Linked DNA regions of Anas platyrhynchos: region 1 is linked to region 2. A link is a contact called in public Hi-C data. All regions are on one chromosome and are shown on one strand. Each heading gives the region's core, a stretch centred on a gene start, on an enhancer-like site or on the middle of the called end of the contact. The rest is flanking DNA. Distances are from core to core; before and after follow the strand shown.

Evidence for each region. A called contact is a pair of places that touch in the nucleus more often than the background predicts.
Region 1: a Hi-C map of liver shows a contact between it and region 2, with 2.2 times the contacts expected there. The contact joins the promoter of S1PR1 here to the enhancer-like site in region 2. A contact is called at or near these places in 2 of 8 Hi-C or Micro-C datasets (liver and subcutaneous adipose tissue).

Annotation. Positions count from the first base shown.
Region 1 is chr8:10,905,649-10,911,501 of IASCAAS_PekinDuck_T2T, forward strand. S1PR1 (sphingosine-1-phosphate receptor 1) reads left to right here and starts at 4,367. Exons shown (of 2, transcript XM_027462587.3): 1 at 4,367-4,516; 2 at 5,376-5,853. The coding sequence starts at 5,485. It overlaps LOC101798826, which reads left to right. Exons shown (of 7, transcript XM_072041745.1): 7 at 330-641.
Region 2 is chr8:10,671,103-10,676,681 of IASCAAS_PekinDuck_T2T, forward strand. No RefSeq gene overlaps it. Among named protein-coding and RNA genes, the nearest start is that of RTCA, 13 kb to the left of the region's middle. Within about 2 kb of position 3,714, at least 2 of the 8 cell types and tissues checked have an H3K27ac peak or open chromatin away from gene starts, as enhancers often do.

The sequences.
Region 1 (5,853 bases), core at 3,117-5,616, 240 kb after region 2:
TGCAGTGATAACCATGAAGAAACTACATGGCACTTTCTCAACGTCTTCAGGTCTTTTCATTTGGAATTAAGTGTTACCTAATGTTACATTCAACTTTCTGATCTAGAAGTAAAATACAAATTCTTACAAAAATGGATGTATCAAACTTTTTACAACGCCAGTTTTAAAAAGTCCATTCAATTAATATAGAACGGATCAGTATCACGTAGTCAGAATAAAAACAGTTCATCTAAATTATAGAATGCTAATACTTAACACGTGCGTGCTTCTGGTTTTGCAGTGTTCTCATTGCCTGTTTTTATTCTTTTTTTTTTTTTTCTCCAAACCAGACTTTTGATTTTAATGTAAGGAAAGAAGATACGGAACATTTGAACGCCATGAATGTCACACAATGAACGCCACAGAAAACTAATTCATCTAACGTATCCATTGTGGAGAGGATAATTTAAAACCAAATTGTTCTAAAGTTCAAAAGTGATGCAATTGAAACTTTAATTCACTTAAAACTGAAGAATAGATTGTTCTTCTGGGTACTCAGGGTACCCAATCAGTATCAGTTTAAAAAAAAATAATAAATAAAAGCAGTAACAATAGCTTGTATGTAATGTCATGTTAACAATTTAATAAAATCATTTCATTTACTTTTCTTTGTTGTGTTCTTACCGATACAAAAGTGCCTAATTTAAGTGTTTTCTCAGCTTTCTCGAATCTTTCTGGCATTTTCTTCCAGTATGGGTTAAGCTATCTCACAATACTGTAATTAAGTTTCTGTTACCTGCATGTATTTGATTTAAGGTGTCATTTTAACCCTTTTGAACAAAGCAGTTGTTGCTGTTTTTTTTTTGTTGTTGTTTTGTTTTGTTTTGTTTTCCCTGACAGATTTTGTAAAGCATTATTTAACTTAAAGGCACAGATAGGAGCAGGCTCCAATGTGCATTTATAACTGGTTCTGTTACTAACAATGATTGTAGTAAGCAGATATATTTGTCCTTTTGAAAATCCTACCGGTAAGTTATGTGTGTGTCCAGGTACCTAGATTTCTGTGAAGAGAAGCCTGACATCCCTTGGAGCTGAATTCATCTGTCTTCCATTACAGTAAGATTCATTTTGCTTACAAATTTATAATATTCTTTAAAAACAATAAACCAAAAAGAAATCAAGCAAATGAAAACAAACAGATGATTAGTACTTGGTGCTTCTATCTGTGCTTTATGCAAATACTGTCAACCGTGTATTATATGATAGTTTTGAGAAGTTAACTGGCTTTCAGATAAAGCATGTAGAGCTGAAGGTAGGATGTAAATGTCCTAATTGAGAGGATTGTTTCTGTACTGCTTAACAAAACATTGTATAATGTTATGCTGGAGCTAATTCTAACCCAGCATGCTTCATGGTATCAAAGACGGTACAAATGCTTTGGTTTAGTACTCTGTTTGCACAAATTTATGCCACATCACCTTCCTTCAGGTAAAGTTAATAATTTAGTTCTGTTATTTTGTAGGAACCACAGTCTGAGCATTCAAACACAAGGCTCCGTAGTACGAACTGCTTTCTTTTCTCAGTTGTGTGGTGTAAATCTTAAAGAATTACTCAAAAATACAATCTGTTCCAGGCCTACAGCAAAGATCTGAATCTGGAGTGATGTCTTACTTTTCACATTTTTACCTTTCTTCTAATCATGAGAATTTTGCGGGTTTCTACAGGCCGCTCTGTACTTTCTGGGTGAGCCAAGCTATTCTGTTGGTACGATTTTGAGGATCTCCTGTCTGGGTCAGGCACTTTATGGAGGAATGCCTCTGTTTTGTGGCCTGAATTATCTCTGGGTGAATAAAAGGACGTTTTGCATAGATTAAAATTTTTGAAGGTGCATAAGGGTAGTGTGTTGTAGAAAAATCCTTTGGAAATATGTCTTGCAGGGATTTTTCTCTTTTCGTGATGGATTAATGTTCACACTCCTCTGCTGCAATTGTCAGTAATCCAGCAGTACTGGCACTAAGAGAGCACTACCTTCTGCTGGTGTCAGAGGCCACTGATGCAGGCTTTGGGAGTCCCCCGGTTCCCAACTTCTTTTTCTGACAAGGTCAAAGCATTTTCCTGCTAGACAGCGTAATTTCCTTTTGCTCAACTAAGAGTTACCAGGAATTATGCCGGAGAGAGATTTTTCAGATACAAAGTTTTATTTTAAGATTCTTTACTTTCTTTTTTTAAGATCTCTTTCTAAAGTACTCTGAAATTCTCAGTGTTGCTCCAGACGTCGGTGTTGTCATGCTAACTCTTCTATCACAAATTCTGTAATTCGTGAAGGATTGCTTGAGTGCTTTTTCGTGGGACTGATTGATTTGTACATGTACAGCTTTCTTTGGTTTCATTGGCATAAAGTAACCAGTTTGAGTCATGTAAGAGTGTTATATGATTTTAGTTAAGGCGCTAAAGCTAAAATTTAGGCTTCTTATCCGGGAGATCTCGCATTACTGTTGCCCTGCGACTAGCCAGGTTTCTGCAATGCCCACAACACTAAGTTCTGGTTGGAATTTCAACAAGAATTTTGCTCATCACAGGCAGCCAATAATGTGAGATTTACTCACATTATTTACTCACAGTGAGACACTACAGCACGCATTCCTGCTTATCCTAAAAACTCAAGTATATAAGAGCATATATGTGTTATTCATCATGTTGTCCTTTCTCTTTTTTCTGACTAGGCAATCACAGAGTAGAGTTTTCAAAGGAGTTGTACCCTGGATTTCTGTCATGTATTTCATGGAACTGCAAGTGTCCTTAACACTGGACCTGGCAGATAGGAGGGTGCTAAGTAAGAAAAGAATTTTTGTTCTGTTGACTGAGATGGAGCGTAATCCTGGCGTAAATCTTCTCACTAAACATTTATCCATGTGTTCTTGGTAGAGTTGGCTGGAACAGCCTGAATTTACCTGTTTGTGTGATTCAGCCCTTGTGAAGAGGTTGCAATCTGTGCAGCTGAGCCAAATTAACCTACATTTTCCAAGGTTTTAAACAGCCTTCAGTGCAAAATCAGCCAGGCTGGCTTCACTTGCCTGAGAAGGACGAAGCACAATTTCAGTATCCTCACTGGTAAGATGTCAACATGGGTATAAATGCGTGTGGTCATCTAATACAATACTTTTTGTGATGCAAATAGCCAGCTGTTTGGAGTGGAACTGAAATTGCCCAGACGTTTTACACAACCTCTGACAAATAATTTGTTGGGTGTCACGTCTTTGAGTTGGAGCCCTCTCAGTTGGTTCACCAATAACCTAAACATGAAAGCTGGTACATCTGACTACTGAAACCCTGAGTCATTCTATCCTTTAATTAAAGCACGTTCTTTTAATATGTTCCTCTTGCTTAAAATTATATGGGAATGATTTCCTAGAGGAAAATGCCTAATGAATGCACTTTTATTTACTATTTTCTATAGATTAGCTAAATAAGGGGGAAAGCTTGAAATATCTAGGGTATGTCAGGCAGTTGCAGGGGATACATATGTCAACCTCAAGCATGATTTATCTTGCATGCCTTTTCTGACAGTTGTAATTTAACGGCTGTATTTTCCTCCGGGCTCTCAGGAGGCTAAACATCTTTTCAAGTTTCTAGCTTTGTGGTGGAAGAGTCAATGTCTGTTTGCCAGTGTAATTTATCTGAGTCATTCGGGGAGAGGCGTGGAGCAATTGAAGCATGACGATTAGCATAAATAAGGACTCTCCTCCTGAGGGTAGTGTTACTCTTACCGTGTTTCAGAGGAAAGCAGCCTCCCCATAACAACTGCTGCTGCTAATTGAATTGTGTGATGCTATGAACTGAAAGACCTAATGTATTAAGCTCTGGCCTATTGTGATATTCTTTTGCATTTCAATTTGAGGTGGAGTTAACAGAGCAAGGAAGGAAGAGGAACATTTCTGCAGCAAGAGCAGCTGTGGGTTATCAGGAATCACCCTTTTGGGTTCACTGAGGTGGGTTTCTTTGAAGAAGGAATTATAAAACCTAAACCCACAACTTCTTTTGTAGCTTCTATATAATGACGCTGGTGCCACTGATAATAAATAAATAAATAAATAGAACTTTTCTTCCTATTATTAAACACCCTCTGACTCCTGTGTTTTATTTTTTTTTTGTTGTTTTTCCTTTTTTTTTTTTTCCTTTTTTTTCCTTAACATGGAAGCACCACTCCATGGTGGTGTTTGGGGTGGCGAGTGCCCGGAGCCACGTCCCCCACCCCCCCGGGACAGCTCGAGCCCTGCCGCTGCCGTCTGAGGGCGGCCGGGCCCGAGGCTGCCCAGGGGCGAGGAGGAACCCGGGGCCCGGCCGAGGGGGCGGGGAGGCGGCGGGGCCGGGCCGGGCTCCCGGCGGCGGGCAGGGAGGAGTTAGGAGGGGACGGTCGGAAACCGGGGGGGGAGCGGCCGCGGTGGCGGCGTTAAAACCGCCCGGCCCCGGGCACGGCCGCCGGAGTCGCTCGGCGGCAGCGCAAGATGCGGGGGGCGGAGGCGGGCGGCTGAGCACGGTGAGAGGGGGTCGGGGGGCGGCCGGGGGGCTGCGGCCGGGGGGCTGCCGGCCTCGCAGCTCCGCTGGGCTGCTGGGGCGGCTCCTGCGGGCAGCACGGCCAGGTCCTGGAGCTCGCAGCGCCGGGTGTTGCCAGCGCCAGGTACCGGCTGCCTCGCCTTTGTTGCAGGCGCAGGGAAGGGGCTTGCTGTGTAACTTACTCAGGTCTCTTTCTTCTTCTTCTAAACTTCTAATACTCCTCTAGGCTTTGTGAAGCGTGCTCCAACTTTTATTTATCGAGGGCGCCTTTCCTCTTTACAGCTTTGAGATGCTCTCTCCCAGGGCAGTGAATTGCCTGCACCGCTCCTTGGGATGGCATCGGTGCATTGCTACCGGCCCCCTCCCAAACACTTTCTAGTGAAGGAGAATGCAGGTCTGTCACGCACTTTCTGTGCAGGCTTCTGTGCATTTGCAGTTAAACCAAATGAAGCCTGATTCATTCGCTCAATCTCTGCCGTTGTGTCTGTGGCGTGTTTCCCACGGAAGAGATCCAGGTGCTTACTGCTGGGGAGCTCTGACGGCGTTCCCACCTAAAGAAGTGCAACAAGCCAGCCCCTGCCGACCCCAGCTTTACCTGTGCAGCCCTCCATGACAGAACTGCGTTTTGTCCCACTGGCTTTAGCTGTTTAACATGCCTGACCACCTCTTAAGTGTGTTTTAACAGACGAGTAAAACTTAATTCAGTGCGACTGCATTTGTGACTGGTGCACAATTCAATCAGCAGATTATCCCGAACCATTTCAAGCTTGTTGCATTGTTTCCTTCACCTTTTTTTTTTTATTATTTTAACTCTGGGCTTTGTCTGTGCCTCCTGTTCTCAGGGCTGCAGTTTCTGAGTGCGTGCAGGAGCAGCGAGCTGCAGGCAGCCCCGGGTTTCTGCTTGGCGTCTCCGTCCGGCGGCCGCGGGGAAGCGGCGCCCAGCCTGGCACCATGAGCTCCGGCACCAGCGCCCCCGTGAAGGTGGTCAGCAGCCTCGCCAACACCGATGTCAACTATGTCATCAAAGAGCACTATAATTACACGGGAAAGCTAAATGAGAATGCGGACAGTGGAATAAAAGTGACGTCGGTGGTTTTTATCATCATTTGCTGCTTTATAATCTTAGAGAACATTTTTGTCTTGCTCACCATCTGGAAAACCAAGAAATTTCACAGACCGATGTACTATTTCATTGGGAACTTGGCTCTTTCAGACTTGCTGGCTGGTGTGGCTTACACTGCCAACCTCCTGCTCTCTGGACACAAAACCTACAGCCTCACCCCCTCCCAGTGGTTTGTAAGAGAAGGCAGCATGTTTGTT
Region 2 (5,579 bases), core at 2,464-4,963:
CACATAGACCTTGTTACCAGTAGCTGGCTTCAAGGACAATATTTTTATGAATTCCTCAATTGGGCGATGTGGGAACACTGTCATGGGAATTTCTCATAGTTGCCCTGGTAGCTTGGTTTGCTCAGCTACGGCAAGCCATGGGACTTTTGCTGTTTCAAAAAATCCCTCAACAATTCCCCCCCCATTTTTTATTTTTATTTTTTGAGCAAATATAACATTTTTGCAAGTAACCCTTTAACCACATTTATCACAATACCACGTGCAATGATGATTGACACCACAGCAAACAGAATCCTTAATCCCTCTGACTAATCCCAGTAACCATCTATGCATTGTTTCAAACAAATCAGTGAACCATTGATTGAAAGGATTGATACCATATTGAATCTTTCTCATGTGCTCTTTCAGGAAAGTAATGGATTTGTGAATTGACTCATTATGATCAAAAAGGTTTAAACAGCACATTCCTTCAAAATCCTCACACCCATGCCTTTGAGCCAAAAGCAAGAAGTCAATAGCAGCTTGATCCTGTAAAAGCACGTGTTGCAGACTGTTTTGATCTGGTAACATCTCCTCAAGTATCTCTGTCGTGGCATAGGCTTGCTTCTCGGCCCAGCATACAAATTTTTCTAAGTTGTTAAGTGTGGCCACAGATGCCACTCCTGGCATGAAAATTGCCAATGCCGCTTTAGCTGCAACACCAAGCAATTCAACATTACCATTGCAATCAGGTGCAAGCAATGCCCATTTATGTCTGGTGATCTCATGCAACTGTAACAAGCTAGGAGCAAATACAATGAGTTTATCTAAGTAACATGGACATCTGATAGCATTTGCAGGGATACCTTGCCAGGCCCCATCCCCACAAATCAGAAAAACATCAGGAGGTAAGGCCAAAGCTGTACAATTGTTCCAAACACTGTAGTTGTTACCCCTTGTCTGCATGCTGTAAGCCCCTAAACCCTGCTTAGCAGTGTCATTGTAATCACGGGTGTTATTTGTATTTCTGTACCCGTATGGCCCTTTCCAGGTTCCTGTAGTAGGAATCATCTGATAGCCACAGCTACATTCACATTTGTAGCCACCTTTCAGGTTGATACAGATTTGACTACAGATACCAGGGTTTTGGCATTCATCACTACCTCCACAGTTTCCCAGCTGGACAGTCACATTCATTTATGTTGCATTCCTTCAGGGGCTCATCACCCCAGTCCTTGCAGTCTCTCTGCTGGTTACACACTTTATTGATATCTATGCATTCTCCACTTCTGCACTTGAATTTGCCAGGTCCAGAGCACTGAATAACATCGTTACAGTTTGCTTCATCAGTGCCATCCAGACAGTCTCTCACACCACTGCACTGTCTACCCCCATGGACACAGTTCCCATCTTCACATCTGAACTGGTCTGGCCTGCAGGTCCAAGAAGGGCAGTTAATTTCATTGCTTCCATCTTTGCAATCAGGATCTCTGTCACAGTCTTTTTCACCATCACATTTCCAGGACACTGGGATACACTGGGTTGACTGAGGACCACAGCTGATTTCATTTACCCGGCATGTTCTCATGTGGCACAGCTCAGCAGTGCTCAGGCAGGCGGGGGCGAACAGCAGGCAGAGTGTGTCACTTAAACCACTCCTATCACCCGTGCTGTTCGTGTCAGTGGCATCCTCCTGGTACCGTTTCTGTCTTTGCCGCCCCTTACTCTCCCCCTTTTCTTTTTGCCACTGACCATTCACCACAAATGGATGAGACACATGATTACTAGTTAGGAAAGAGAGTGTAACGTCTGCTATACGGCTGCAGGCAGTGCCGGCTGCAACCTTAGAAGCTGTTTGTGAACGAGCCTGCCGGTGGGCATTTGGCAGTGTAATCTGCGTCTCTGCACTCCTGCCCTGCAATAGAGCTAAATGGTCATTAGTAATCCGTAGAATGTGGCAACCCCACGGAATGTTACCCAGAAACATAGTTATAACACCGATCTGGGGACGAAGAGTCTTTTTTGCATTGCAAGATGAACCTCTTATGAAAAGAATGCCAAAGAGAAGCAGCACAGCCGCCGCTGCCTCCATGGTTATGTCAGACGGGCTGCAGGGTCCTGATGTCCGCCCCTCTGCTCGGTGCCCACTCGCCACACGCTGAGGGTCGGCTGCCGGTGTCCACTGACGCCTCCGGTCTCCCGCAGCAGCTCGGTCTCGGCTGTCCCGCACCGCACCGCCATCACTTCCATTTCCCTCGTTCCCCCGCGGCCCCGTTTGCCGAGCGGTTGCACGCCACGGGGTTGTGTTTCGCCGACCTGCAGTTCTCACACCGCACCTGTCCTGCTCGGCAGTCACGGCGGTGGTGTCCCTCCTTTCCACACCGCAAGCATTGATTTCCCCGTCGGGATGGAGCTCGAGGTCGCCTTTCTGCTGTCCGCAGCGGGGCTAGAGCTGCAAAGGCTCGCTGCTGGGCTTGTAGAAGATCTTTCCCTAACTCGCGTACCGCTTCTACTAACGCGGCTTGGGGCCCTACTGGAACCCTACTCATTCTTTCTAACATTCGTTCAATAGTGACATCCCCAGGCAGTGTCAATATAAGAGCCTTTGTAGCCGAATTTGCGTTTTCCATAACACACTGTCGCAATAAAGCCGCCTTCATCCACTCCGGGACACCTGCTTGATCTATGGCAGCAGTTACCCGATCGATAAACCCTGCAAAGGGCTCGTCCCTGCCTTGCTCCATAGCCAGGTAAGAGGGGGCTGTTGGAGTGGTTTTAACATTCTCCACGGCCGCTCGAGCTGTTCTCATGGACTCAAGGCCACACTCCGGACCTAACTGGAGCTGAGCAGTGATGGTAACAAACACGCCCGTCCCCATAAGCTGCCCTACGGTAACTCCGCGGAACGGATCGCTAGGGTCCCTCGGTCGCTGCGCTGAGGTTTCGCAATGCCTCTGCCAATGGGCTTGCCATAACAACAGCTGCCACTGGGTCATTATCGTTCTCATTAGCACCTTGATATCTTCGGGGCATAGCAGCGTCCCTCCCCAGATATAATCCAACGTTTGCTTCGTAGGTTCACTCTGCAATCCTGACTCATTAACTGTACTACGTAATTGAGACAGCAGCTTCCAATTAAGCATACTGTGACTCCCTTGCATGTTTCCCTGGCTGTCCCCTTCGTACATCTCTGGGAGTGCCATGGGATCCTGACAGATGTCTGTAAATGCTCCTGATTGTTTTTCCTCCACAGCTTCGCGCATGATTCTCCGCCAATTAACTCTCCCCACTGTCCTTCTCTCCCCTCTTTCACCTTCCCTATCCTTAGTCTCACGATATTCTCGCCCACTGCCACGTTCTTCCTTCCCTTCGCTTAATTCTGCCGTAGCTCCATCTCCCCCCGGCGAGACGGCCTCTTTCCCCCGTGTAACCGCTGCGGAGCCGCAGCACGGGGGGCCGGGAACCTTCCTGGGACTGCAAAGCGAGGCGCTGCCCGCCCCGCCGCCTGCTGCCCACGGCCCCCTCTCGGAACCTGACTCACCCTTTCCTCCCCTCAATCCGTCAGGTGCCACCGCCGCCAAGTTCCTTTCTACCCGATATCGTTTTATTGCATTTATCACGTCTCTCCACGGTTTCAACAATTTCTCTGCTGCCTTGTCATCGTCTATTACCATATCCCGCAGTACATCCCCTAGATTTCTCCAAGCGGCTACTTCAAAACATGACTCCATACTTGTGAAACATGATTTTGCTCGACCGACCGCAACTAGTCCCGCTAGTTGTCTGCAGTCTACTCCCCGCTTTTCTAAAAAGCGCTGCAATAAATCTAGGGCTACTTCGTCCTCCATTTTCCTGTTATTCCTGCACTCTGGCAATATCCTGCACTATGGCACGACCAAAAGCAAAGCGCGCCTTACCCTGTACTCAGCCTGCAGCCTTTGCCCTGCAGCCCACGCAGATGGCGAACTGCTTAGTTCAGGTCCTCGGAGACGACAACGACACACCCGCCGCTGTAGGGGTGCTCGGTCTCTCTGGACCCGCCGGTCGCTGCGTTCCGGTGCCCTCTGCTTCAGCCGCCCTTTGACAGGTCCTGTTCGGGCGCCGTGTGCTGCAGGAAGCACGGCCGAAAGCACAACAGACACCAGTAGAGTCAGGTCATGCTCCCCTTTATTGCCCGAATAGCCTAACTTTTATAGTGAACTTAACAGGGGCAGATAGTGTTTCACACAAGATTATTGGTCAAAAGCACTCAGACAAACAACTACAAGAAAACCCCACCTGCAAGAAAACAACCCCCTTGTGATTAGCAGTCACATAGACCTTGTCCTTGAAGCCAGCTGCTGGTAACAATATTTTTCTGAATTCCTCAATTGGGCGATGTGGGAACACTGTCATGGGAACTTCTCATAGTTGCCCTGGTAGCTTGGTTTGCTCAGCTACAGCAAGCCATGGGATTTTTGCTGTTTCAAGAAATCCCTCAACACACTCTAGATTAATCTAATTATTTTCCAGTTTTCCCACATCCTAGTCCACAGATTTTTTCTAAGTCCAAGGTCTTTTTTCCTACTGTATCGAACCTAGCAGCTGAAGTAGTAACTTGAAGTACAGTTTGTCTTACTCATTAAAATAAAATCTACTGATGATATATAAAAAAAAAAAAAATAATCACCAGCTATCTACTTAAAAATGTATTTATTCTTAGGGTTCTTTCCCACTCCCCAGCAAAAACTAGTGCAGAAGAATGGAGTGCTATTAATTTCTGCTTTCAAAAATTTTCTTTAATTCTGGGAGTAGTCTGAAGGGGGCAGCAGATACCCACTGAATTATGTCTGTAATACTGTAATACTCTAAATTCTTCATTTAATAAAAGCGTCCCTCTCTAAATTCGTATTTGCTGCTGCTCATGATTTTCAGTGTTTCCTTTTGGAAGAACTTAAAATGTATTTTAAAAAGAAAACTTGGAAAAAAAGCTCCCAAGGAGTTGTTTTCTGTGCTTGTGTGAGTTTTCTGTGCTTGTTTTGTTTGCCTACTTCCCTAGTTCAAAAATTTAATGTACTTGACTAATTACCCTTCTACTGGAGAGATTCCCACTGAAGGGAGGGCTGGCTGTAACATAATTCAACAGCATCAGTTTTTCACAAATTCTTTCAGAAGAAGTTGTGGCCAAAAATAACAATATAGAAGATTTCTGGTATGTGGGGAATCCTCAGGTTACTCTGGCAGCTGAGAAAGAGGAAGCTTCAATTAAGCCCTAAAACCTAAGAAGTTATAGCCAAAAATTAATTACAGGCAGTTACTTAATACAGAAAAGCATATCAAAAGCCGTTTGTAACCTACAAATATTCCTTTTTATTACCTTTGAAGTTCAATAACTGAATTCTGTACAACGTAATAATACCTTTTTACCAATATCCAATCAAACAACTTGCACAGACTACAGGCAATTATTACAATTATTTGTTATGAAACTGAAACCTTTGTAGAATTTATGTTTAGAGAGAGAGAATAAAATTGTCATTCTTTGTAGCAGTATTCAAAATAAGCCGACACAGTGCACATCTTTATAAATTACAATCCAGGAATTAATGCTTTGCCTTTAG